Linked DNA regions of Mus musculus: all the other regions are linked to region 3. The links are chromatin contacts, called in public HiChIP or PLAC-seq maps. All regions are on one chromosome and are shown on one strand. The core of a region is the stretch at or near the end of the contact, and the rest is flanking DNA. Distances in the headings are between cores, read along the strand shown.

Region 1 (3,092 bases), core at 430-2,929, 140 kb before region 3:
TACTTGCTAATCTGGGCATGGTGACCCAGCACGCAAGAAGCCAAATCAGAAGTATTAAAAGTTCAAGGTCAGTCTGTGCTACATACTTCCAGGCCTATGGGGGAAGGGATGGGTAAATAGAGGTGGGGTGGGAGGAGAACTTATATTTTCCACCCAGAGAGGGAAGGCTCCCTGATAGGCCTCACTCAGTAGCTAACCACTAGACCAATGGGTCGAAGTGAGTATGAGCAAGCTAAGCACCCTCTTTCCCTTCCTGCCACATTATGAAGTATCAGGTGAATAGGGCGCCACCCCTACCTGCCCCTCTCCCAATGGGGCATCTAATACAGGATCCCAGCTATGTCTCATCTAAAGGGGTGATTCTCTAGTAACAGAGTAATAATCACATGAGGCTTCTTTCCCTTTCAGATTTAAGAAACGTGTCTATCTGTTCCCCTTCAATGCCCCTTAGTTCCTTAGTCACCCAAGACTTTGTGTTCAGGGTCTTAGTTCCTCATTTTTATTGGAGTCAAAAGACAAAGTCCAAACTCCAAAAAGGAGTTAGACTGGAGGTGGGGAGCAGAGGAGAGGACCTTGGCTTTCTAGATTCGACAAGCCTAGAGGGTCATTCAAAGCCATGCCCTCTCGGAGGCTTGCGCCTCTTCTGTGCATGGCTCTAGGGAAGCCATTGGTGCCTGGCAGTCAGGTCTCTAATGTGCTTCTCTGCAGGGTCTGAGGGCAGCAGGCTGGTTGAAAGGCCAACAGGAAAGAACTCTGTAAGATGGTTACATGGCCCTGTATTTGAAAATGAGAAAGCATTAGCTAGCAGTAACAGTGGGAAATGCTGCTGTGAAGTCTGCAGGAAGGGTTTAAAGCTCCTGCAGAACTCCTCTACCGTCCATCCCCCACCCCAAACTTAGCATTCAGCTCATGGCTAAAGCCTCAAGGACAGTCTCTAACTACACATGACCTTGGGTAAAACAAACAAACAAACAAACTAGACAAGGCTCCTCACAGTGGATTTGGCAGGCAAAGTGCAGGCAAAGTAGGCACTGGGAAGATAAACATTGAGTTTTCCAGCTAGGCCACATAACAAAGAAACAACTTTAATCCTGGTGATTTTGTTGAGTAGTTCAAGTCCTCACCCTTTTCTCCACCACTAGACAAAGCTCTTGCATTCTAACACAGTCTTACCAGTGACCCCTCACACAAGTCAGATCCAGGTGGGGCCCACAACCTGATTTTCACTTGATTTAGAAAACTAAAGCCATGTATTTTTCTTGCTCCTTGGTGATGGAGTATGAACTCGTACCTCTTATCTAGGCAACACTCATGTGGGGTAGGGTTCAAATGATTCTCAGATCACAAGGCTGCTGGAGGAGCTGCCCTGCTCTGCCCACCTGCATTTATTTGTCTTTAGTTGGCAAAAGACAAATTGTCCCAGCCTGGTTGGTAATGCAGCGTCCACAAGAATGCTTGCTTAGGGAGCCACACTGTTCTTTATCTCCGCAGGTGTGTTTCCATCACGTGATGATCTGGATCGGTGGTTCCCAGTTCCCAGTTCCTGGCTTCAGCTTGAGCTCTCCAATTCTGAAAGCCATCGCTGAGAAGTAAATAGTCCTTCTCTGTGTTAGCCCAGAAAACACCGGGGGTCCCTTTACAGAGTCTATAATGAGCATTTCCTGGCTCCTGTGGTTACAGAGTTCTTCTCTCCCTTTCCTCAAGACCTGCTAGCCAGGGCTTCCTGTTGGCAAGCAACTCGCTGGCCTCTGCCAGGGAGCCATGCTGAGTTCTGAAGCCTGCCCTGCCCTGCCCTGTCCAGAGCTTCACAGGTCACCAGCAGACCAGCCAAAGCAAGAGGTCTAGGTATAGGCAGGGTAGTAAGTGCTGTGCTGTGCTGTGCTGTGCTGTGCTGTGCTGTGCTGTGCTGTGCTGTGCTGTGCTGTGCTGCGCTGTGCTGTGCTGTGCTGCATTAAATTTCTGGCAATCTTGGCATCTCTAGCCCAGAGAATAATTTCTATTGCAGTTTCAGGTTGCCTTGGACAGATAACTTACTTTCTGAAAAATACTGACAAAGAAACTAAGAGGAGAGGCCTCCCTGAAGGTTCTGCCCTTTATTTCAGAAATGAGAGAGATAAGCTTTGTCAAGGATGGCTGCTCTGTAATCACTCATATCTAAAGTGCTTGTGAGATGACTGGGTATAGTGGTACATACTGTAATCCCAGTACTCAGACAGGAGATCACCTTAAGTTCAAGAATAGCTTGGACTACAGCATGAGACCCTGTCCAAAAAAAAAAAACCAAAAAAAAAAAAAAAAAAAAGTTTTTGGGCTCCTATGAAGCCAGACACAGTGTTACCTCCCTTTTTTACATGCTGGCTCTTTTCTGAGATGATTGAGAGAATCAGGAGTCTGAACAGCTCTAACAGAGATCAAGAGAACAGATATTGTGGTTGAATCTCACAGACTCCTCAGAAGTAGAGTCGGAACCTTAAATCATTGTGCTGCAAGGTCTCCTGTGATGGGGCAAGACAGTGCAGAGGTTCTTCCATTTTGGATTTTTACTGGGTCATTTCAGGTTTAAGTAGAGTTTGAGCTCCTTAATAAAGAAGTCTGTGGGAAATTACCCAATTCTATTCTAGAGATCTGAGGTCAAGATGGTGCAGCTAACTTATCTTCTGTTGAATTGCGTGCTTGTGCAGACATCCCCTCCCAGCTACCAGCTTAACTCAACTACTGCTAAACTGCTTGCTTGCCCAAAACCTCTCCCAACAGGCACAGAGTGAGACAACAGGATGTAGTTTTTACCTTTAAGAAACCTTTTGCCCTAAATACTCAGAGCTACATTTGGGTCCTGAATACCTGAGTGTAATACCAGCCAGCTGGAATAAATACTATCATTTGTGTATAAACTGTGTCTGAGCGTTTGTCTCTGGTGTAATTCCTGTAAAACTCCTAAAAGGTTTTCATTCAGTAAACTCTCACATGAACATTATCATCATCAAAATACAATATTAAAGATTCCGTGGAATCTTACAAATCTTACAAATCAACTGCTATCAGTTGTCTGTTCTCTCTTCCTGTGCTTATCCACATTCATTCATACATTACAC
Region 2 (2,825 bases), core at 273-2,772, 160 kb before region 3:
CCTCTGAAAAAGTCTCTATGAAACCTAATCCCCATTGTTATCATATTTAGAGGTAGGAAGGACCTTTGGGGGAAGTGACCAAGTTATAAAGGCTTTGCACTCTCACAAATGGGTTAGTGCCTTATAAAAGGATTGGAGGGCAACAGCTAGGGGTCCCCTTTTAGTCTTACACCTACTTCTAGTGAAGTGAGGTTGCCAGGTTCTGTCAGAGGAAGATGTGTAAGAAGGCCCTCACCAGCTAGCACCTTGATCTTGGATTTCCCAACCTCCAGAACTGTGAGAAATAAATGTCCACTGTTTACATTGTTCCCAGTCTCTGGTGTTTTGTTAGAAGAGCACAAAGAGGCTAAAATGCTTCCAGAAAGCAGATTGTGCCCATTAGACCGGAGGCCAGAACACTGAGCATCATTCTCACAAGGAGGAGCCTGGATCTTGCAGAGCATCACTCACCCCTGAAGCTCCCAGCAACGCCTGGTCCATCATTTAGTTGGTGTTTGCCAGGCACTTACTGTTTCACCTCGGACTGTGCGGAGCTGCTTTCTTGTGGGCCTCCATGTTCATTTTTATTTAAAACATCTTTTTAATAAAGTAGGAGGTTTTTTTTTAAGTCTTACAACATTTCTTCACAGTTCTTGGTATGAAACGGCCAAAGGGTCATTCTGACACTCTAAGAAAGACTACTGCGTAGACCTACAGGCTTTTCTCTACCTGCCAGTAAGCTTACGTTGTCAATCGTCCCAAAAATACTTAGCATTAGTGCACTAAGGGAATGTTGTTCTGAAGCCCCATGATTTCTGTCTTCTCTTTTCCAACAAATAACTTTCAAGTGGAATTGTTACTGTAGGGGACCTTCAGGTGTGACACCACCTGACACTTTTACTGTCTCTTTGGGGTAGCCTTCAGGTCTCGCATGTGTCCTTCTCTCTTACACCCTGAGCAGGTAAATGGAGGCAAACATTTCATTTCTTCTCCTTTCGGAAAGCTGGCATGATGGCAAATTCAGTAAGCGAGCCCACACCTGTGACTCTGTTGAAGCAGAACACTAAACCATTCCCGGCTGCTGCTGCTCCTGGACTGAGGGGTTGCAGGAGACTGGCTTGAGACAAGTGTTTGTCAGCCACATCCTCAGGGGCGCCATGTTGCTGTCTTTCTTCCCTTTTTCAGGTTGGGACTGGAACCCAGGGCCGGCAGGCACTGGACAAGTACTCTCCCAGTGAGCTACTCATCTTCGTAATCTGTGGCCCAAGCAGCTCCCTAGGGTGACTCCCACCGGGTGACAAGAAGTGTACATTTCATTTTATATAGGATCTTTCATTGAGCTAGCTCCATTACAAAATGCTTTGCCAACTTAAGAGTAGTAGAATTACAGAGCAGCCCTGCTGAATTAAATAATAAGTAACAGCTGATACTATTAATTAGCTAAATTTATGGTCTAGGAGAACTGTCACAACCAAGGCAGCTCCCCGCCCCTCATCGCCCTGTCTTCTCCTCCTGCCTCCTCCTTTGGCAACAGCAACCAACGGAAGTGCTGGGACTGTTGGGTTAGTCATCATCAAGTCACTAATGTTTTTACTCCGAAGCTTCGCAGAGTTACTATGTCAAGAATTTGCAGCCATTTAAAAGTCATGTGACACTGTTACCATTCAGTTTCTCATCTACTTCTCAGGATGTCAGGCACCTAAAGGGAGGGGCAGATTCCAACAGAGGCGAATCTACTCAGAAAGACTCCTGCTTTTTTTTTCTTTTTCTTGTTTCAAAGCCAGCATTGAAAATCACTAGTCCTCGTGGCAATCTTGTAAAGGAAGTTGACCTTCTCACTTAAACTCACAGACGAGGAGTCAGACACATTGATAAGGTCCTACGGAGTCACGAGTCACGTGACAGAAACTGAGCATGGCTTTGTTTTTCAAGTGCCTGTTGCATGGTGCCCTTCTGGGGACAATCTGATCTCACTCTAACTGGAAAGGATCCAAGAATATTATTACATAAAACTGGTTTCAAAACCCAAGCAGACAGAGGCTGATGGAAGAAGATGGGATGTTTGAGGTTAGCCTGGGCAGCACAGCAAAATCACCATCTTAAAAAAAAAAAAGGAAAAAAAAATGTAAGTAAAACCGAGGGTGAGGTATATGCCTGTAGTCTCAGCACTTTGGGAGTGGAGAAAGAGATATCAATTCAATGTCATCCGTAGTTACACAGGAGTTAGGGGCCAGCCTGAGTTATATAAGATCCTGTTGTCATCTCTCCCTACACCCTCCACATACAAACGTTGTAAAAACTGGATTTAAAAAAAAAAATAGCTCATGCACTTTTATTTGGGTGAAACAATGGTTCACACTTTTATATTTCCAAGTACTCAGGAGGCTGAGACAGAATGATCACTCGAGCCAATGAGTTTAAGGCTAACCTGAGCTACATGGTAAGATCCTGTAAATACAATCCACATAGCTCAGAATTCGCATGGAGTGCTCGCTTTATTATTTTTGTTTTGCTTTTATGAAATTGTAATGCTTATTGGTGATTAAAGTTTGAATCGTTAAAATAAAAACAAGTTACATGATGTGCTTTTTGGTTTTTCAAAAATATTTTAAATTTAAATGTAATTGTATCATTTGTTGGTCACCTATTTCTCTACTTACAAAGCTTTAGGCCCTAAAAGCAGGTATATGGGTTTCAAAAATAAATAAATAAACAAGTAAATAACCTGGTCACTAAATTCTTTGGGGATATCCTAGCTGCTCTTCACTCAGATGTGAAGAGAGAGAGAATTTGGACCTAAAGGTTTTTATGTTGTCTCCTGAAGCCTGCAGAGTGATTGTCAGAAT
Region 3 (2,786 bases), core at 253-2,752:
CTATTCTTCTGTCCAAAGGAACTTATTTAGGGCTGGAGAGATGGCTCAGTAGTTAAGGGCACTGACTGCTCTTGCAGAAGACACAGATACAACCCCTAGCATCCACACAATGACTGACTTACAATCATCTGTGACTCCAGTTGCAGGGGACCTGACACCTTCCTCTGACCTTTGCAGGCAGCAGACACACAAGCGTATGTAGGCAAAACATATAGGCATGTAGGCAAAACGAATATACAAAGTAAAAATCTTTTAAAATTCAGAACCTAATTTTTAAAAGTATAATGTTGTAAGTGCCCCTAAAACTGCTTTTTCTGTCATCTCCTGGAGCCTTGCCTATGATCCCGTGCCCATACAGCCTGGTGCTCAGCAGAATGTTCCCGTCAAACCTTTGAGACAGCGTTGTGTAATTCCTGCCTCCCTTACATTCTGCTAGGCCAATTCCCACCACCCGGCCTCTCCTGGCCTGTCTGCTCCGCTAAGAGCTTGGAGTTTGGCTTGCTTTTCTGTGCCTGAGCTCTGGCCTGGAATTTGCTCCATGGCAGAAATCTGGAACCACCTAGTATCTGATTACCTCATCTGTCCCTTTTCAACCGATTTCTGAACCTTCGATAACTTTGTTCCACCTTCTCTAGTTTTCTGGAAGCTTCCGTGGAGAGCTGGCCCCATGTCTGTGGGCTTTTGATAACTGGAATACTCTTTTAACCCCCTTGCTCTGTTTGAAACAAAAGGCCCTGGATTTTAGCCATCCCAGGCCCTGGGGAGTAAGCAGGGCTCACCTTTAGCCTGGCAACATGGGCCTTCTGAGGGTTCCAGAACTCTGACCTTAAACTCCAGCGCTAAACAACACGTTGCCCTCCCCACGCTTCCAAAGAATGAAAGGGAAGCATTATATTTTTAGCTTAAAAGTCCTGGCTTTCAAGGGTTGGTATAAATTAACATGGCGGAAGGGGGTACATCCTAAGCCAAAATGTTAACAAGGACAATGGGCCTCTGAGAAATCAACTTCTAGTCTTTTTTTTTTCCTGGACTTTCCAAATTTTAAATAAATGAACAAGGGCTATCTTTAGAAAACAGAACAATGTCCCATATTTGTGGTCCCCTCCCACTGGCTGACTTTTCTTTGTGCTTTAGTACAAATATAGGCCAGGGTGTGACTGATAGTTGATAGCTCGCCTGGGTGTGGATCCTCCCTTCCCTGTCTCCCAGAAGAAGGTTCTTTGAAGAGCTTCCGTGTTTGTCCAGCAAATGACTACAGCCTAAGAAAACTCAACTTTCTCAGAAAAAATTTCCAGACATTTCTGATTACAGCCAAGTCTCCAAGAGAAGCCTGAGGGAAGGAGTCCTGAGGAGAAAATGTTTTGTTTCTGACCAGGGGCTTGGGCCCCCTCACCCCCTCGGGCGCCCCACTCTGACCCCACCCGTCCCACCCACACCTTAGTAGCCTTTGCTCTCTATCAGCTCAAGCCCAACAGAGGGTAGCCCTTCTACTGTGATACCCAGCTGCTGTCACTCAACGCCTGCGTCCCCTTTAAAAATGAAAACAAGTTCCTCAGACTCCAGAGCAGGAACTCTGGAGACGTTAGCATATTCTGGCAAGGCGCCTGATGGATAATAGATAACAGGTTATCCAGGAAATAATTAGAAGCCTGCGCCCACACGGATCGGTTGCACACACTGACCCCTGTCATTCAGGATGTGGCCCTGACAGTAAGAACCCTTTCTTCTTTCGCTTTCAGGCGTCAGAAAAATGTCAGGCTTCTCTCCTGCCTTTATGCGGTGACAAGTTAACAAATGCTGAGTTTCCAAAAGGCACTTATAAGACCCTCCGAAGCATGAGTTCTCACGAGTCTGGGGAACCAGTAGGTTCCCTCCCATGAGCCCCTGGGCGGGGCGGGGTAGGGGAAATCACTTCCTCAGCCTCGTGCTGCTGTGTAAGGAGTCCTTGCTTCCTTCTCTCCACCCCTCCCTGTTTCTTTCCACCCCTTGCCTGAAGTTCTACCCCTGACCAGCTACTTTCAAAGTCCATGCCTGGCTGCTGAGCAGAGTCTAAGTAGCCACCCGGACTCTTCTCCAGCTGGGGACATTACCCCACACCCCACACCCCCAATATGCACCGATTTTGTTTGCTCTGAGATTCGGAAGTATTCACTTTTGTTTGTTAAGTACAGTCTCTGTATGCATCCACTGCTGTAGATATGTTGATGCGGTTATGACAGTCCATGGCTTCCACCATCTTTATCTTTTTCTTTGGTGAGATGTGTGATCTGAATGTAGATAGGAACTGTGACTAAGGGACTTCCCTGCCTTCCCTGCATTGAGCAGATGAAGATTGCTAGTAAGTCTATTCTTGGATCCTAAAGGCAGTGGGTTCCATTTTTCTCTTTCTACATCTTTGAGTGGGGTTGCATGTTTGTTTGTTTGTTTGTTTGTTTGTTTGTTTTTCTGTTCTAAAATCAAGAGTAATAATAAAGACCCCTTACTCTGACCATGACATTTCGACCAACACATTGTGTGTACCTCTGAACTCGCTCCAAAGTCTCCCTTTATTCTCCTCATTTCACAGACCAGAAAACTGAATCTTGGGGCAACTAAAAGTAAAGTAAAAACTGGAGTTATCAGATCCTAAGTTCTATCATCACACAAGCCTATTGTCCTGCACAAACAAACAGGCAAACCTGGGCCAGGCAAACTACACCATGCTACTTCATTCACGTCTTATACCCATATACGCTAACTCTTTCAAGGAAAGAGACCTGTGCCCTGGAAGTTATTAAGGAAAGCCC
Region 4 (2,937 bases), core at 321-2,820, 250 kb before region 3:
CTTGGATACACTTAAATACAAATTGCTCATATTATGAAAAATAAAATTTCTTCACAAATAATTATGGATCCTGTAAATTTCGTGTATAAATAAAATTATAGGTAATTCAATCTTTTAAAACATGGCATATGTAATTCCACAATTAACTCGAAAACCAAAATAAATAAATAAATAAATAAATAAATAAATAAATAATAAATAAATTCTACAATTAAAAGAGAGGAGCAACATTAGATTATTTTGCAAAGTCTATACCTTTTCCTTAAAATGTCATTCTGTCTTTAAGCTATATATATACACATATACATACATATACATATATGTATATATATGATTTTAATATAAGTTAGTAACATGAATTATAAATGATTTATATCATATAATAATTACATATCCTTTCTTTAGTCTCATAAATCTGTATGTATTCTTAGACTAAAAGCAAAGAATTTACAATCACAGAAAAAAAGCTTACACGGAGCTCCTGCTATAAAACCAATAAAAAGATATCCACGGAAAAAAAAAAAAAAAGAAAGTCCTGTAAAGTCCCTATTTAATACACGACTTAAGCCAATTCATTACCCTTCATTGTTTCTTCCCACGTAATAATAGAGTTTATCAAACCTTTAGAATTCCTTTAAGATATAGAGTTCCTGAGTCTAACTATTTAAATACGTATTTATCCTTTCACGGGTGGTTAATTTAATGCATGTGAGTGTACTTAAAGGTAGGAACCTTGTCCTAAATAGGTTTGTGTCCTTATCACCTTGAGCACAGTGTTACTTGCATAGGGGCATGTTACACATGGTCTAACAGAAAGTATATAACTGTTTAACAGGAAATTTCAAATTCCCCCATGTATGATACAGCATTGTTACTACAATTTTTAACCAGATTCTAAGTAGATAATTCTGTACAACCAGGATAACAGCCAGGTTATACTGTTATATCTTATGATCAATGGTCAGTATGATTTGCATCTGCAAACAGAGACTGTAACTGGGTGATGGAAACTAGTTCCAAACACTGCGTTAGCCATAACCTTAACATAACCCTTAACCTCCATAGCCCTTAACAGCCATTCCTGCCTGATAGACTTAAAAGCTGCCTCGAATGCCATCCCGTCGCTAGATCATAAAGCTGTAAGGAGGGGAGGGTATCTAACAAGGGTACGTACTGAGCTTTCAATTCATTATAATAGATTTCCCTCAAAACTTAGATTTGCCAAATTTGGTTTTTTATAAGACTAAAGGCAATTTCTTATTAAAGTAAAAATTTGAAGAAACACTTTAAAAAATATATGCATTTCTACCTTTACTTCTAGTCAAAATGCAATACTAGCAACATCTGCTTAAATTTAAGCTGAAACTATTAATTCTATGAGTAGTTATAGTAGATGACTCTTGATCAAAGACACTGGCCTGTGTAAAAGCCATGTGCATCTATAAAACCAATGCAGACACAAGCTAACTAGACAACCTTAGCAAAAATTTACAGGCAGCCACCAAGTCTGCGCACAGCAAGCATATGGTAATCCAGGTCTCTGAACCCCAATTTCACCAAAACTTTTAGAAAACATTTGGGTTATTTGGGGTAAGGGAAAGAGATGTGAAAGGGCAATAAGAAGCCTTTAAAACGCCTATTTTGACTAAATCTGCAGCTGTTACTACAGCTGTTCTGAAGTTTTTCTTAGAACCACCTGAGTACTCTCTAAAGTGATAACAATAACTAGTAGCCTTAAAGAACTAAAGATTTTTATAAAAGGGAACATTTAAATTGTTAAAAGCTACTTTTTACTATATGATTAATATTTTGAGGAGTTCCCATCGCTGAGTATAAATTGTTACGTAAATACAAGAAGCTTGGTCAGCTTGCTTGAGTTTCAGTGTTTTTTGAAAAAGAAGCAGAAACATACATTTTTCATTTCTCTTTATTATACCACATATTTTATACAACTACAAAACAACCTATGACCCAAATAACATGTATGTATGACACCAATAAACACACAGAATCCTTTTAAATCATCCCAAGTGCACCTTCTAATATATTTTAATTGCTTATAAAAACAGTATCATAAAACAAAAGGGACATCACATACATTTTAAAATGCATTTTGTATTATATTTAAATAAAATCAAAAGTTCAATTCATTCCTAGCTATGCAAAAAACAAATTATTTTTTTTGGAAATATCACACATTTATGGAATTTTTAAAATAATTGATTTATTAACTTTTTTTTAAACACATAGCCAAGACTGACTTCTAACTTGTAATCTTCCTACCTTCACCTCCCCAGTGCTGAGATCACAAGCATGCACACACCACCACTCTCTGCTCTTCCAGTTAATCTTAAAAGCGCCTGTAATGGCATAAGACTTTTCAACTGTATGTTTCTATTCAACCAAAAGTAATAAAAACAGACATATTTTCTTAGGAAAAAAAAACACAAAATGGCAGAGTATGGTGGGCACACACTGTTGATCTCAGGAGGCAGAAGCAGATGGATCTCCGTAAGACTGCAAAGCAAGTTCCAGGCCACCCAAGGCTACATGGTGAGAACTGGTCTCAAAACACCACAAAAGATCTGTGACTCTAGCTAGTTCCAGACTAGTCAAGGCTACACAGCAAGGCCTTATTGAAAGAGAGTGAGGGAGATGGACACACGGACAAGGGACTCACACAACTATAAATCACAAGTTTGAGGACAGCTTGTCATAAATAACAAGACAATACCTAATTTTTAAAAAGAGATGGGGGAGGGATGGAGAGAAGAAGAAAAGGAAGGAAGTGAGAAAGCAAAAGCAAGAAAACGGGAATGAATGCTGTTAAGCAGCAGTTAGAATTAGTAGAGCATTAAATACAAGTATAAGAGAAGCCAGGCTCATGTAATCTCCAGGTAGTAAAATGGCAAGTTCGAGGTCAGTTTAGGCTATATA

What was found. HiChIP or PLAC-seq counts read pairs in DNA pulled down with a chosen protein or histone mark.
Region 1: an H3K27ac HiChIP or PLAC-seq map of the HPC-7 cell line shows a contact between it and region 3, with 9 times the contacts expected there. The contact joins two enhancer-like sites. A contact is called at or near these places in 2 of 484 Hi-C or Micro-C datasets (the G1E-ER4 cell line and myeloid progenitors), 11 of 115 datasets of contacts at active chromatin or transcription factors (the HPC-7 cell line, T-cell acute lymphoblastic leukemia, embryonic stem cells and 6 more) and 1 of 9 other capture datasets (embryonic stem cells).
Region 2: a contact with region 3 is called in an H3K27ac HiChIP or PLAC-seq map of trophoblast stem cells, with 19 read pairs. The contact joins two enhancer-like sites. A contact is called at or near these places in 2 of 15 datasets of contacts at CTCF or cohesin (CD8 T cells and the NIH/3T3 cell line), 9 of 484 Hi-C or Micro-C datasets (3T3-L1-derived adipocytes, the HPC-7 cell line, adipose-derived mesenchymal stem cells and 6 more), 13 of 115 datasets of contacts at active chromatin or transcription factors (the HPC-7 cell line, bone marrow-derived dendritic cells, bone marrow-derived macrophages and 9 more) and 1 of 9 other capture datasets (embryonic stem cells).
Region 4: a contact with region 3 is called in an H3K27ac HiChIP or PLAC-seq map of trophoblast stem cells, with 5 times the contacts expected there. The contact joins two enhancer-like sites. A contact is called at or near these places in 1 of 484 Hi-C or Micro-C datasets (Th1 cells), 5 of 115 datasets of contacts at active chromatin or transcription factors (the 230-238 cell line, effector CD8 T cells, extraembryonic endoderm stem cells and 2 more) and 1 of 9 other capture datasets (embryonic stem cells).

The regions. Positions count from the first base shown.
Region 1 is chr12:77,195,903-77,198,994 of GRCm38.p6, reverse strand. No RefSeq gene overlaps it. Among named protein-coding and RNA genes, the nearest start is that of Gm40446, 5.7 kb to the right of the region's middle. Within about 2 kb of position 1,679, at least 82 of the 459 cell types and tissues checked have an H3K27ac peak or open chromatin away from gene starts, as enhancers often do. A contact at or near this core is called in the G1E-ER4 cell line, the HPC-7 cell line, kidney and 2 more, where this site is marked.
Region 2 is chr12:77,215,783-77,218,607 of GRCm38.p6, reverse strand. No RefSeq gene overlaps it. Among named protein-coding and RNA genes, the nearest start is that of Fut8, 21 kb to the left of the region's middle. Within about 2 kb of position 1,522, at least 55 of the 459 cell types and tissues checked have an H3K27ac peak or open chromatin away from gene starts, as enhancers often do. A contact at or near this core is called in brown adipocytes, myeloid progenitors, peritoneal macrophages and 1 more, where this site is marked.
Region 3 is chr12:77,059,322-77,062,107 of GRCm38.p6, reverse strand. No RefSeq gene overlaps it. Among named protein-coding and RNA genes, the nearest start is that of Gm35189, 5.6 kb to the right of the region's middle. Within about 2 kb of position 1,502, at least 189 of the 459 cell types and tissues checked have an H3K27ac peak or open chromatin away from gene starts, as enhancers often do. A contact at or near this core is called in the G1E-ER4 cell line, the HPC-7 cell line, brown adipocytes and 5 more, where this site is marked.
Region 4 is chr12:77,305,649-77,308,585 of GRCm38.p6, reverse strand. All of the region lies in intron 2 of Fut8 (fucosyltransferase 8), which reads right to left. Among named protein-coding and RNA genes, the nearest start is that of 9530018F02Rik, 68 kb to the right of the region's middle. Within about 2 kb of position 1,570, at least 4 of the 459 cell types and tissues checked have an H3K27ac peak or open chromatin away from gene starts, as enhancers often do.